2 separate regions of the Hordeum vulgare genome follow, and region 1 is linked to region 2. Evidence: chromatin contacts called from public Hi-C data. All regions are on one chromosome and are shown on one strand. The core of a region is the stretch at or near the end of the contact, and the rest is flanking DNA. Distances in the headings are between cores, read along the strand shown. Region 1 has its middle 15 kb from the start of LOC123405937. Region 2 has its middle 55 kb from the start of LOC123405937.

Region 1 (5,906 bases), core at 2,165-4,664, 42 kb before region 2:
CTGCCCCGACGATGTCGGCGGCCCTTCCCGCCCTGCGGGCAGATCCGATGAGTCCGCTCCCCTCCTTCATGTACGTCGTCCACCTTCAGCATCCTCAGGTCCGAAACTGGTGCCCTGCCACCGTTGGGTCTTTGTGCCCGCGTCGGGGCCGGGGCGCACGAGGACGCACAAGTACGGGGAACGTGCAGCCCGACGTGAGTGGCAAGAGACGAGGAAGAGGGGGAGGCGATGTCCGTGCTCCGTTCTCGTGCGAGCGCCCCGATCGACCCCAAGGACGCGCACCTCACGTCGGTCCTCTGCCGCTCTCTCCCGACGACAGAGACAGATGTGCGGCGCCTCCTCCGCAAGAATGCCAAGGCGCTCCGACTCGTCATGGAAGTGTCAGAGCGTGAGGTAAACAAGGAGGAGGCGACGAAGACGAAGGTGGCCCGCCATGCGAAGGAGCAAGAGTGCCTGCTCGCAGGCTTTCGAGCATGAAGTGCAGCTCCGACTCTGACCTGACGGATGGCTCCACCTCCAGCTTCGACGACGACGCACCTCCGCATGCCAACACATACACGGAGGAGGGGCATAGTCGCGTCGACGATCGGAAGGTGAAGGGGCCGGCGAGAAAATGGTGATTTTCTCTGCCCTTCCTCGTTCTGTCTGTATTTCAAGTATGTTTTAAGTAGTTTGTGTTATGGATTTGCCGTTATACTTGGATGAACTATGTTTCTTTTATCCGGCGATGTAATGTGATTCGATGAACTACGTGTTGATCTAGTTTTACGTAGTGTCGTATGAGTTGTAAGGTTTTGAGTATTTGAACATGAGGGACGCGGGTGTCAAAACAAACAAATGAGGCGATGACGTTTGAGGGACTGGATTTGATATGCCCGGTTGTAGATGCTTTTAGGAATAGATAACCCGATAAGAAGGCAAATAGAAATATAGAATATGCTTGTAGGTTCCCTCTGTGCAAGATATACAAATTCATTGATTAAGATTTGCAAGTAGCCGTACGTCGCTCGCAACAACCGCATTTGCTTCCGGCCCGTGCTTCCTCTTCTTTCATTATAACAACTCATATTCATTGTACGGGCTTGGCAGGCTCCATGATGCATTACAGAACCTCAAAATGATATCACGGCCAAAGATCGGTGTTGGGGATAAGATCGTTGAAAAGTGCCCAGCGAGGCTAGCAAGCATATCAGCCGATGCATGCTTTCTTCCCAGCGTACTCGAGCTGATTGTAGCACCATGACCGTACTACACGGCGTGTTTGGCGCACAAGGTTTCTGTGATCAAGCTGGTCCGAAAGGCCAAGTCCGCATCGAGTGTGAAGTGTGGCAATTGGCAAAGCAAAAAATGGTGCCCAACTTCGTCGGGTAAAGGGAGAAACATGCGTGCTGGTGCTGCCATTCGACAGAAAGAACGTACGTACGTGGTCGGTCTGGATCGATCAGCATTCGGCCGGCATATTTTCCACCACGGCCGCAAAGTAAAGGTGCCCAGCCATCTGTTGCTCAGAATGTCGAACAGCTAGAGTACCACGGGTGCCGTGAAACCCATCCGATCACGGCAAAGATCGACCGATCTTGTCGGCATGAAATCAACGATGTGCGGGAAAGCAAAAGCAGCTACACCTGTATTACTCCTATCCACAACTACTACTATGTAGTATCGACTATCGAACGGCAGAACGGGGTTGGAGCATCATCCGTCCGGGTCTGAACAGCTGCGGCACACCGGAAAGCGCCGATGGATCATCAATGTCGCCTGACAGGAGTAGCTAGCAAGCCGGATCATGTTCTTGTCGTGTGCAGGATGAGCGATACCGCGCACCATCGGTACGAGTTGCGAGCGGTCACTGGTCAGGCATGGCGCAAGCAAGGTCCGAGCGACGGCGCTGCAAATAATGGAGACAGGCAGAGGCATGACGCTGAACGGCAGCCCTCGCCGGGCGAGAAAATTGACCAAGGCGACGGGCCCGTGCCCTGTGCCAACGTAACAAGCTAGCAGCCAGCTACTGTAGGTTTGCATGCATGCAGGCGGGCCCGGATCGAGTAGCGGAGCATACCGGAGACGGAGAGAGTGTCAAGCATTTCGGCGCGACAGTGAATATTGAATCGGGGCGTCGATGGCTGGCGGCAGGGAAGGCGATGAGAGTCAAACGAAGCGGGACATGCGCTGGAGCCCAAGGCAAGAATATGCAATGCATGCATGCTCCCTCGCCTGAGCACCACCATGGCGTGCGCTGTCGCCGCGCTTTCTGCAGCAGTGGATATATCTGGACGGACACATCGCCGTCCAGAGCCACACATGGAACGGTGCAGGTGCATGCATGCATGTCTCAGGGTTCGGACGCAACGAACCCCAAATCAAATTCCGAATCAAATGTATCATAAACCATGCAATTCCAGTTTTAAATCAAACTTTTAGGTCATTTTTTAATAGGGATTGTCGACGTGGCAAATGATAATCAGGATTGGGCTGGCCCAGTTCACGGAAGCGCGTGATGCGTGTTGTTGTTTTTGTTTTTTCGTTCGTTATTTGTTTTTTTTCTGGTTCTTTTCCCCTTTCATTTTTATTTTTCTTTTTTTATTTTTGATTTCTTTTATTTTTTTCATTTTCATTTTTTACTTTTTCCTGGTTCTTTTTTCCTTTCATTTAAATCTATCTTTGTTTTGTTCTTCTTTTCTGGTTCTTTTTTCTTTTGTTTTCATTTTTATTTTTGGTTTCTATTATATTTATATTCTTTTATTTTTATGTTTTTTTTATTTCTACTGTTTCTCTTTTCCTATATTATAGAAAGTTTATTGTGTGTTATTGAAATGTTCATTGTATATTACAAAGTGTTTCCTATGTTTTTGAAAATTGTTAAACGTATATTAAAAAAAATCAATGCATATTCAAAACTTGTTCAACACATATATTTATAGAGTTTGGTTTGTATAATTGTTCACTAGTTTCAACAACATTCTATATTTCAAAATTTGTCCACTTTTTACAGAAAATGTTCAAAACATTTCAAAAAATTGTTAGAAAATTTTAAAAATCGCGATTACAAATTCTTCCTGTTTCTCAAAAATAAGGACGGGCAAAAAAACCAAGAACCAAGGACCGGAGCCAAAAAATTCAAAACCGAGGCCGAAAAAACCGAGGACCGAAGCTTTGGTCGTTTGACCGGTCAATCTTGATAAAATGCTAGCCAGTGCTACGTGGTTTCTTGGAAAGGATGAAAGAGGAAGGGCTGTCTTTTCCTGCCAGTCGACATCATGCCATCCCCACCAAAACACGAAACAAATAACGGGACACCGGCAACACGCACAGTTTTGGTTAGTTGGTCAGGTGCGCGGGAGTGTTCGATCGCTCAGCGTAAAGCTTTGCACGCGCTGATCTGTAGTATTATTACGTGGTTGGCCTCGGTTCCGTAGCACAACCACGACGCGATCCTATCCAAAAGAACCACGAAGCGCGGGACACCGCATGCGGTCTGCCAGTCTCCGTGACTTGCTCGTGCCACGAAAATCGGGCAAATGTTGGCCGGCCGGAAACGGTCCTTCCGTCCGTGACTGGCTCCGAGCTGACTTTTCCGCTGGTAAACTTCCGCGGCGGGGGACGACCCTGATATCGACCGGCGGCGAAGCACGGCCACAGGGTTCCCCGGTGGGCATGTTTCCCGGCATGAGCGCAGCATCAAAGACGCCCGAGTTACTGGCTTACTGCCACCACTGATACGAGCCCAACGCATGGTTTAATCGCATGTGTCCGGATCAGAGGAAGGGCCACCGAAAGGTTCAGGGAACAACGTTGGCGACACGGACGGCCGTCTCCGGCAAAGACGACCGCCGAGTGCTCTCCCGGCCTCACAGCGGAGATCCTTGGGCGTCCCAAAATGTACAGATGGCAGCTACGACGACCAAACGTGTATCAACCATATTCTTCTTCTTCTGGTGAATGCTTCCGTCGCCGTACAAAACAACCATTGAAATATTCGAGAAGTGATCGATCGAACTACTACTATTCTCGAGAGGATAATGAAGACTCACGTAACGTGGGTGGTGGCCGGTAGCCTTATCCCGACACTGCTGATCCTAGCTAGTAGTAGTAGCAACTCGCATATCTCTAGCTAACCCAATCTCCGCGTTTACGACTCGCTAATTGGTAATCAGCAGCGTGTTAGACAGACTGAGCCCTGGATCTCTGTCGAGATTTGCTCGGCTTGTTAAATACAGTACTCCGTATATGCCAAACGCTGCCTTCACGTTCTGGGCAAGAAGCCCGGCGGGGCCCCACTGTTGAGCTGCAACCAGATTAAGGGCTGTTTGGTTCCCAATCTAAGGTTGCCGTACCTAATTCTAGTCGTGCCACAATACTTTAGGCATGTGTTTGGTTCATAATCATACTTTTGGCTTGCCATACTTTTATAGATATATGTTTCACATGTCATAGACTCAATTTTTTACCAAATCTTATCGCACTTATGATGTTCATTTTGTTAGTCACACTTTTTATGACAGCAACACTTTATCTAAGGTTAGTTATGATAAAATTAGTCATGAACCAAACAGTCCTTAAGTTTCCTGCTCGTTACCTAATCCGATCACCAAGGCTGGCTGCACCCCTCCCTACCTCCATAGCTGGCCAAAATATGAGATTAAACTACGACCGACCATCTCGTTTATATTATCCCTCGAACAAAAAGTCAGTACTGCCGCTGCTCCATGCCATGCCATGCCATGAATGCTGAATTTGATTACATTATCCGCTGTTAGGATTTGCCTTATGCCCTTATGTAGATCTCGTGCTTTACTTTCTGCCAAAGACTCTCAACATCGACCTCTCTTGATGTTTTCCCCCCTGTATCGCCAACCTGTGAAAGTTGCCTGCTCTGACCGTGTACAAATGTAACATTTCGCTGTGCTACAGTACTGTTCGGCATTGCTAGCTGACGAAGATACCGTACAGTATGGCTATCAACACAACTAAGGACCAGTTCTTTTGAGCATAGGTGTGGAAATAAGCTCATGTGGAAATAAGCTGCTGTGAAAATATGCTCCAGATAATAAGTTAGCCAGTTCTTTTAAGTACCTGTTTTCTCAGCTTATTTGTGGTATGATCAGGGAAAAGTCTGTAATTTTGTTCGTTTCACATACGTTGTGCTGGTCAAAATAAAACCCAACAAAATCAATTGCCATTTCAAAAAGACGTAAGAGCAACTCGAACGAGCTGACCGAATGGCGATTTTGTCCGTTTTTTGTTTGTTTGGGTCGTTCGTCGGCTCTCTGTCCGTCCGGTCTATGATTTAGATCGGCATCGCGTCCGGTCTATGATTTAGATCGGCATCGCGTCCAACGTGCCGATCCATATTTGTCCGTGTGATCGGCTAACCACTGGTTTTTAAATACAAACATTTTATATTTTTTTCAAAAGCAAATGAAGTTTCATAACCGAAAATAAAATATAGAAAAATTTTACAAGCCTCCAAAAAATTAAATTGTCTAAAACATATACCGATTGGTTGCCAACATGATCCCGCATATGCTCAACCAAATCATCTTGTAACTGAATATGAGTTTTCTAATCACGTATTTTATAATGAAATTGGATGAACTGCGCAAACGATGTCGCTTCTCCGCCATGGTGAGGCACCTCATTGTCATCCTGAAACTCAAACCCTTGATCATGGAGATGTTCCGGGCGCTCATCCTCTACGATCATATTGTGCATGATCACACAAGCATTCATCACTTCCCACAACTTCTTGGTGCTCCAAGTTTTAGGAGGATACCGAACTATGCTCCATCGAGATTGCAAAACACCAAAGCCACGCTCGACATCCTTCCTAGCACTCTCTTGCTCTTGCGAAAATCTTTTCCTCTTCTCTCTGAAAAGGTTGGAGATTATGTTCACAATAGTGGTCC
Region 2 (5,936 bases), core at 3,394-5,893:
AAAATTTTCATTATCCACATATTTCTTCTTTTGCATATCACACAACTCAACGAAAGTATGTAGATGGGATGCGGCATCTTCACTAGGAAGGCCAAAAAGTTGTTTTTTCATGATAAGATTGAGCAAAGCGGCATTAAGTTCACAAGATTCCGCACTAGTGGCGGGAGCAATCAGAGTACTTATAAAATCATTATTAGTACTAGTGGAAAAGTCACATTACTTGGTATTCTCTTGAGCCATCGTGACAAAGCAAGCAATCTAGCACACAAGCAAGCAAACAAAAAGACGAATGGAAAAAAGGCGAATAAAAAGGCAAATCTTTTTGGTATTTTCTGAAAATAGTTTTAGAAGTGGGGGAGAGGAAAACGAGAGGCAAATGGCAAATAAAGTAAATGTAAGAGAAGAGTTTGTGACGGGAACTTGGTAGGCGTGATCTTACTATGTATCCTCCCCGGCAATGGCGCCAGAAATCCTTCTTGCTACCTCCTAAGCTTGCGTTGGTTTTCCATTGAAGAGGAAAGGGTGATGTAGCGAAGTAGATAAGTATTTCCCTCTATTTGTTGAGAACCAAGGTATCAATCCAGCAGGAGGAACAATCAAGGCCCCAATAGTAGTACCTACACAGATAATCGAACACTTGCACCCAACGCTATAAAGGGGTTGTCAATCCCTTCAGAGTTATTTGCAAGGATGATATCTCATAGAGATAGATATAAAAGATTGCGGATACAAAAGTAAATAAATTGCAGCCAATTATTTTTGGTATTCTTGGTTTATAGATCTGAAAATATAATATTGAAAATAGACTCGGGGGCCATATATTTCACTAGAGGCTTATCTCATAAAGGAAAATAATACGGTGGGTGAACAAATTATTGTCGAGCAATTAATAGAAAAGCGAATAATTTTGAAGATATCTAAGGCAATGATAATGCATATAGGCATCACATCCTTTTCAAGTAGACCGAAACGATTCTGCATCTACTACTATTATTCCACACATCGACCGAATCCTGCATGCATCGAGAGTATTAAGTTCATGAAGAACACAGTAATGCATTAAGTAAGATGACATGATGTAGAGGGATAAACTCAAGCATTATGATGGAAACCCCATCTTTTTATCCTTGATGGCAACAATACAATACATGCCTCGCTACCCCTACTTTGTTACTGGGTGAGGACACCGCAAGATTAAACCCAAAACTAAGCACTTCTCCCAATGCAAGAATTACCAATCTAGTTGGCCAAACCAAACCAATAATTCGAAGAGACTTGCAAAGATACGCAATCATGTATATAAGAATTCAGAAGAGACTGAAATAATATTCATAGATAATCTGAACATAAACTCACAATTCATCGGATCTCGACAAACACACCTGAAAAGAGTATTACATCGGATAGATCTCCATGAAGATCATGAAGAACATGGCATTGAAGATCAAAGAGAGAGAAGAAGCCATCTAGCTACTAGCTATGGACCCGTAGGTCTATGGTGAACTACAAACACATCATTGGAGGGGCAATGGAGTTGATGTAGATGCCCTCTGTGATCAATACCCTCTCCGGCAAATTACCAGAAAAGGCTCCCAGATTAGATCACCCGGGAACGCACGCTCCCGGCGGCGTAAAAGTATTTTTATGGCTCTCTTTGGCGATACAGGAATATTTGGGAATTTATAGGCCAAAGAATAGGGTTAGGAGACCTGTAGGGGGCCCACAAGCCAGGGGGCGCGGCCACCCCCAAGACGTGCCTTGCAGGCTTGTGCCCTCCCGGCAGGTGCCCTGCCCCCTACTCCAAGTCTCGTGGGTGTCTTCCGGTCCAAGAAAAATCTTTCCGAAGATTTTGTTCCGTTTGGACTCCGTTTAATATTTCTTATCTGCAATACTCAAAAACGTGGAAAAACATAAACTGGCACTAGGCTCTAGATTAATAGGTCAGTTCCAAAAATAATATAAAACAACATATTAATGCATATAAAACATCCAAAACAGATAATATAATAGCATGGAACAATCAAAAATTATAGATACGTTGGAGACGTATCAGTCGACCGCCATCGTCCTAGAACCAATCCACATCATGCCCTCCGCGGCTCCTCCCTCGTTTGGTTCCTCGCAGGTGGCGGCTAGGGAAAGGAGTCTGGACCTAACTCTAGAGACTAGAGGAGTCGTGTTTCGTGGAATCATGGTTGATTAGGTATCAGTACTGTAGTCTGCAGGCCGAAGTGGGCAGGGGCACTCGGCCCCTAGGCTGGGCTAAGTGGGTTGAACTAGAGGACTCAAAAGTCTTAGAAATTATCTATTTCTTAAAGAAACTAACGGAAATTATCGAGCTAAACGAGTTAGCTGATGACACTCGTTTTCTTGATCATTGAGCTCAGTAATCTTAGCAAGCAAAAACCATTGTTCAGCTAGGTTTATTAACTAACGAGCACGAGGCCAAACGAGTCGAACAATCGAGCGATCGAACTTCGAGCTTTTCGTCCAGCATTACCAGACCTGTTGTCAGACTGATGCAGAACTGTATTGGATGGCAAAGCACATTCAAACCGCGTGGTTCATACAGTTGCGGGGCTTTGAGGGTCGGCATTGGAGATGCCCTTAGCATCTCTGTTGTATTTTTTTTCTTCCTGCCAAAATAACAAGTTGGCATGCAAATACATAGAGTCGTAGTCCTACCGGTACTATGAACAAGTCGACATTTGATCAAATTAATAGAAAAGAAAACATGAACATCATGATCAAATTAATATAGTTTGTTTCATAATATATTTTTATTTGGTATTGTACATGTTGGTAGTTTCTTCTATAAATTAGATTAAACATACACATTTGATTTTTGACAAATCTAATATGCACTACATATTTTCTCCGAGAGTGTACATTGTAGTAGTGCGAGAGATTTGTCTTGGTGCTCAAGCTCGAAATATCACATGTCTCGTTGGAAGGCTCTCCCATAGAACGTCCCCGCTCTTGGTCATGACAGATATAGTGTACAGGAAGAACATGTGGAGCAGATGGGGTTGTGGTGTGTTATTCGCTTGTTGTGGTCTCCTTTGAATAGTGGATGCCGATGAGGCAAAGCTTCCAGGTGCTTCAATGCGCGGTAGACGGAGTTGGTTTCTCAAACCTCAAGTCTATTTAGTGACGGCAGACGAGGGACATGCATTGAATAGGAGTGGTAGATATTTGTCTCGTCTAGACGAAGAACGGGCATTGAACATGCGTGATAGATATTAGATTCGTCTCGTCCAGCAAATGTCTCTCCCACATTAAACATGTGCAGATAATGGAGATGTGACACAGGCGGCATCTTTGGCCAACAAGCCGCTTCAATGCCAGCACTAGGAAGAGGCACGTCCGCTCTGAGCCGGCGTCAGTGCAGAGCGGAGTCTATTAGAATTCAAACGAAAAAAGAAAAGAAAAGAAGACCTAGCCCTACCCTGCGGCCAAGCCCACTCTCTTTCCCCTAAATTTGAGGGGGAAATAGTGAAATATTTCTCAAGGAAAAGCCCGAGACAAAAGGAATTTATCTAATATATGCCGAGGTTTGAGTCTTTGGATCTTACTGGATTGCCCCAACCAGAAGCAACCAAACCAGATATTTTGAAATTTTAGAAGTCAAATATGATTTTAGATTCGGAGATATGCAACTGGATATATACTTATATAGTGTCAATCAAGTGGGAGGTAAAAAGATGCCATCAGATAAGTTTCCCACCAAGAAAGTCCACGCGAAATCCCATAAAGAGCACAGGGGTGCAACACTTCATTTTCAAAGAGAACAAGACCTTTAGCTTGCGTCAACGGGATATATTTTATTAATTTGGTACCACTGACCAATCGAAAGTCCCCCTCACAATAAAGCGCGCGCAATCACGATGGAAGCACGCTCACTCCAACGCCAAACCAATCGCCAACGCCAGGTATATATACGTACACAACAGGCACCACACTTCAAGCATTTTCAGTTTAGCCTGACCGAATACGGTGGAATCAACGTGGAGCATATGCTCGTCCGATCGGCCGGCCAAGTTGATAAGTATGCGAGGTGCGCGTAGCATCACACTAAGCATGCAGGCGTAATATGCTTAGCACATGCTTGGACAACACCAACTCCCTCGTCCCCTAGGTCACTCACACACATGCTCAACGGATTACTATCTTGTTGCTTGCTCTGGACGACGCTGGCCGACCGACTATACAACTACTACCATCGCGATAGATCCACCGAAGATTACATATGCCCATCGATCTTCTAGAAAAAGATTATATGTGCCATCTTACCGGACTCTCACATGTCGTGTTCTTCGGATGGACCACCCGTGGGTCGTCTGAAATAAGTGTTTCTTGCCTTCTTGGTCAACCATGTTAAACAAGAGCTAGCCTTGGCTTTACATAACTTATCCAATGAAAAATGTTAAACAAGAGATAGCCTTGGCTTTACATAACTTATCCAACGAAAAATGTTAAACAAGAGCTAGCCTTGGCTTTACATATCATATCCACTAATTTGTCCAAGCGCCTGCATGTGTTGCCAATGATGGCCGGATCGAAACGGGTCGACATGCATGCATGCATGGAACGGAGTGGAAGGATATTCTTTTCTAGGCTGGCCAATTATTAGCACAAAACAGGCTTAGCCTGCCTTATCTAATATAGTACTCCTACGTGAGTTCAAATTCTTGCCTCGCTGGTCGATGTGCCCTAGCTAGCATCCATTTGGAAGTTCCAAAGTCTGGTTCGTGTCACGTGAGCTAGACGGCAGTCGGCAGTACGCTTAGGTTGGATCTTGTGGCCACGGCTAGGTGTGGAAAATGGATGACTAATGGAGCTGTCATATCCAAACAACTGTTCTAGTTTTTTTTTTGAACCTAACTGTTCTAGCCTGCTAGTGTACGTGGCCGAACGAGGCGGCCGTACAACTATGAAGAAACAAGCTACTACTACTTGTGTACTTGGTACAAATGGACGTCTTTTTCTTGGCGGATAAGTACAAATGGACGTCTAACTTGTCATGTCTTGATTTTTAGTGATGGCGTACGTACGTAGCAGCAAAACGATAGCTAAAGAGTTAAATCTTGATGAGATCAATGTTATCGGCGGATAACAAGTGCTTTTTTTGCAGTTCCTTGTAAGAAGAACGCCAATGATATCAATCAGGCAGGATAAAGAAATGTTAAAGCCTGCCCATTTGAAGATGAAAACAAAAAATATATGTTTTGGTGGAAAGCAACGTGACAGCCCCAAGAAGCAACGTGAAGAAGCACCGGTATCACTATGCTGGTTGTTGAGGATTGTAAGTCTGTTACAGTTTAATAAAATCTCCCTGTTTTTTAAAAAACGGTGGTTTATCCATGCATGCCGAAGCCAGGCGCACCACCTACTCCGTGTGTGATGTAGAGACATCCACCAACACACAACACGCACAAATTGGCTGTCAGCCCCTTAATGAAATACTGTACACAGCTTTCCTGCGTTCTTTCAAAAAAGAAAACCGTATTATTTAAGGAGTCATTTGAAGGATCCGGTTGTAGATGCTCTTACATCCGTTCATCCAGATTGAGATCATGTTTTCTATGAAAACCATACTATTCCACGCAACGAGCTCTTCCATCTCACCGCAGCTGAAGTTTGTGTTGTACAAATTACACGTTAGGCCGGATGTTGATAGAGCATCTCCTACAGTTTGTAAAAAGAAAATCGTAAAAGTTGTTTTAGGTGTTCATAGAATTTAATTTTTTTTGTCTTTTCCTATTTCACGAAAATATCTTTTATTAACATCTGTTTTTTTAATATTTCACATTAAACAAGCATACGAAAGGCACATGCGGGGAGGTGGCTGGGAGAAGGGGCCGGTCCGAGGAGGCAGGTGGGTGGCGGGGGGGGGGGGGGGGATGCAGGAGGCATTTGGGGGCCACCACTGTTTG

The links. Hi-C and Micro-C count contacts between places; a contact is called where the count stands out from the background.
Region 1: a contact with region 2 is called in a Hi-C map of leaf, with 3 times the contacts expected there. The contact joins two enhancer-like sites. A contact is called at or near these places in 2 of 6 Hi-C or Micro-C datasets (leaf and seedling).

The regions. Positions count from the first base shown.
Region 1 is chr6H:534,866,944-534,872,849 of MorexV3_pseudomolecules_assembly, reverse strand. No RefSeq gene overlaps it. Among protein-coding and RNA genes, the nearest start is that of LOC123405937, 15 kb to the left of the region's middle. Within about 2 kb of position 3,414, at least 3 of the 3 cell types and tissues checked have open chromatin away from gene starts, as enhancers often do. A contact at or near this core is called in leaf, where this site is marked.
Region 2 is chr6H:534,826,443-534,832,378 of MorexV3_pseudomolecules_assembly, reverse strand. No RefSeq gene overlaps it. Among protein-coding and RNA genes, the nearest start is that of LOC123405937, 55 kb to the left of the region's middle. Within about 2 kb of position 4,643, at least 2 of the 3 cell types and tissues checked have open chromatin away from gene starts, as enhancers often do. A contact at or near this core is called in leaf, where this site is marked.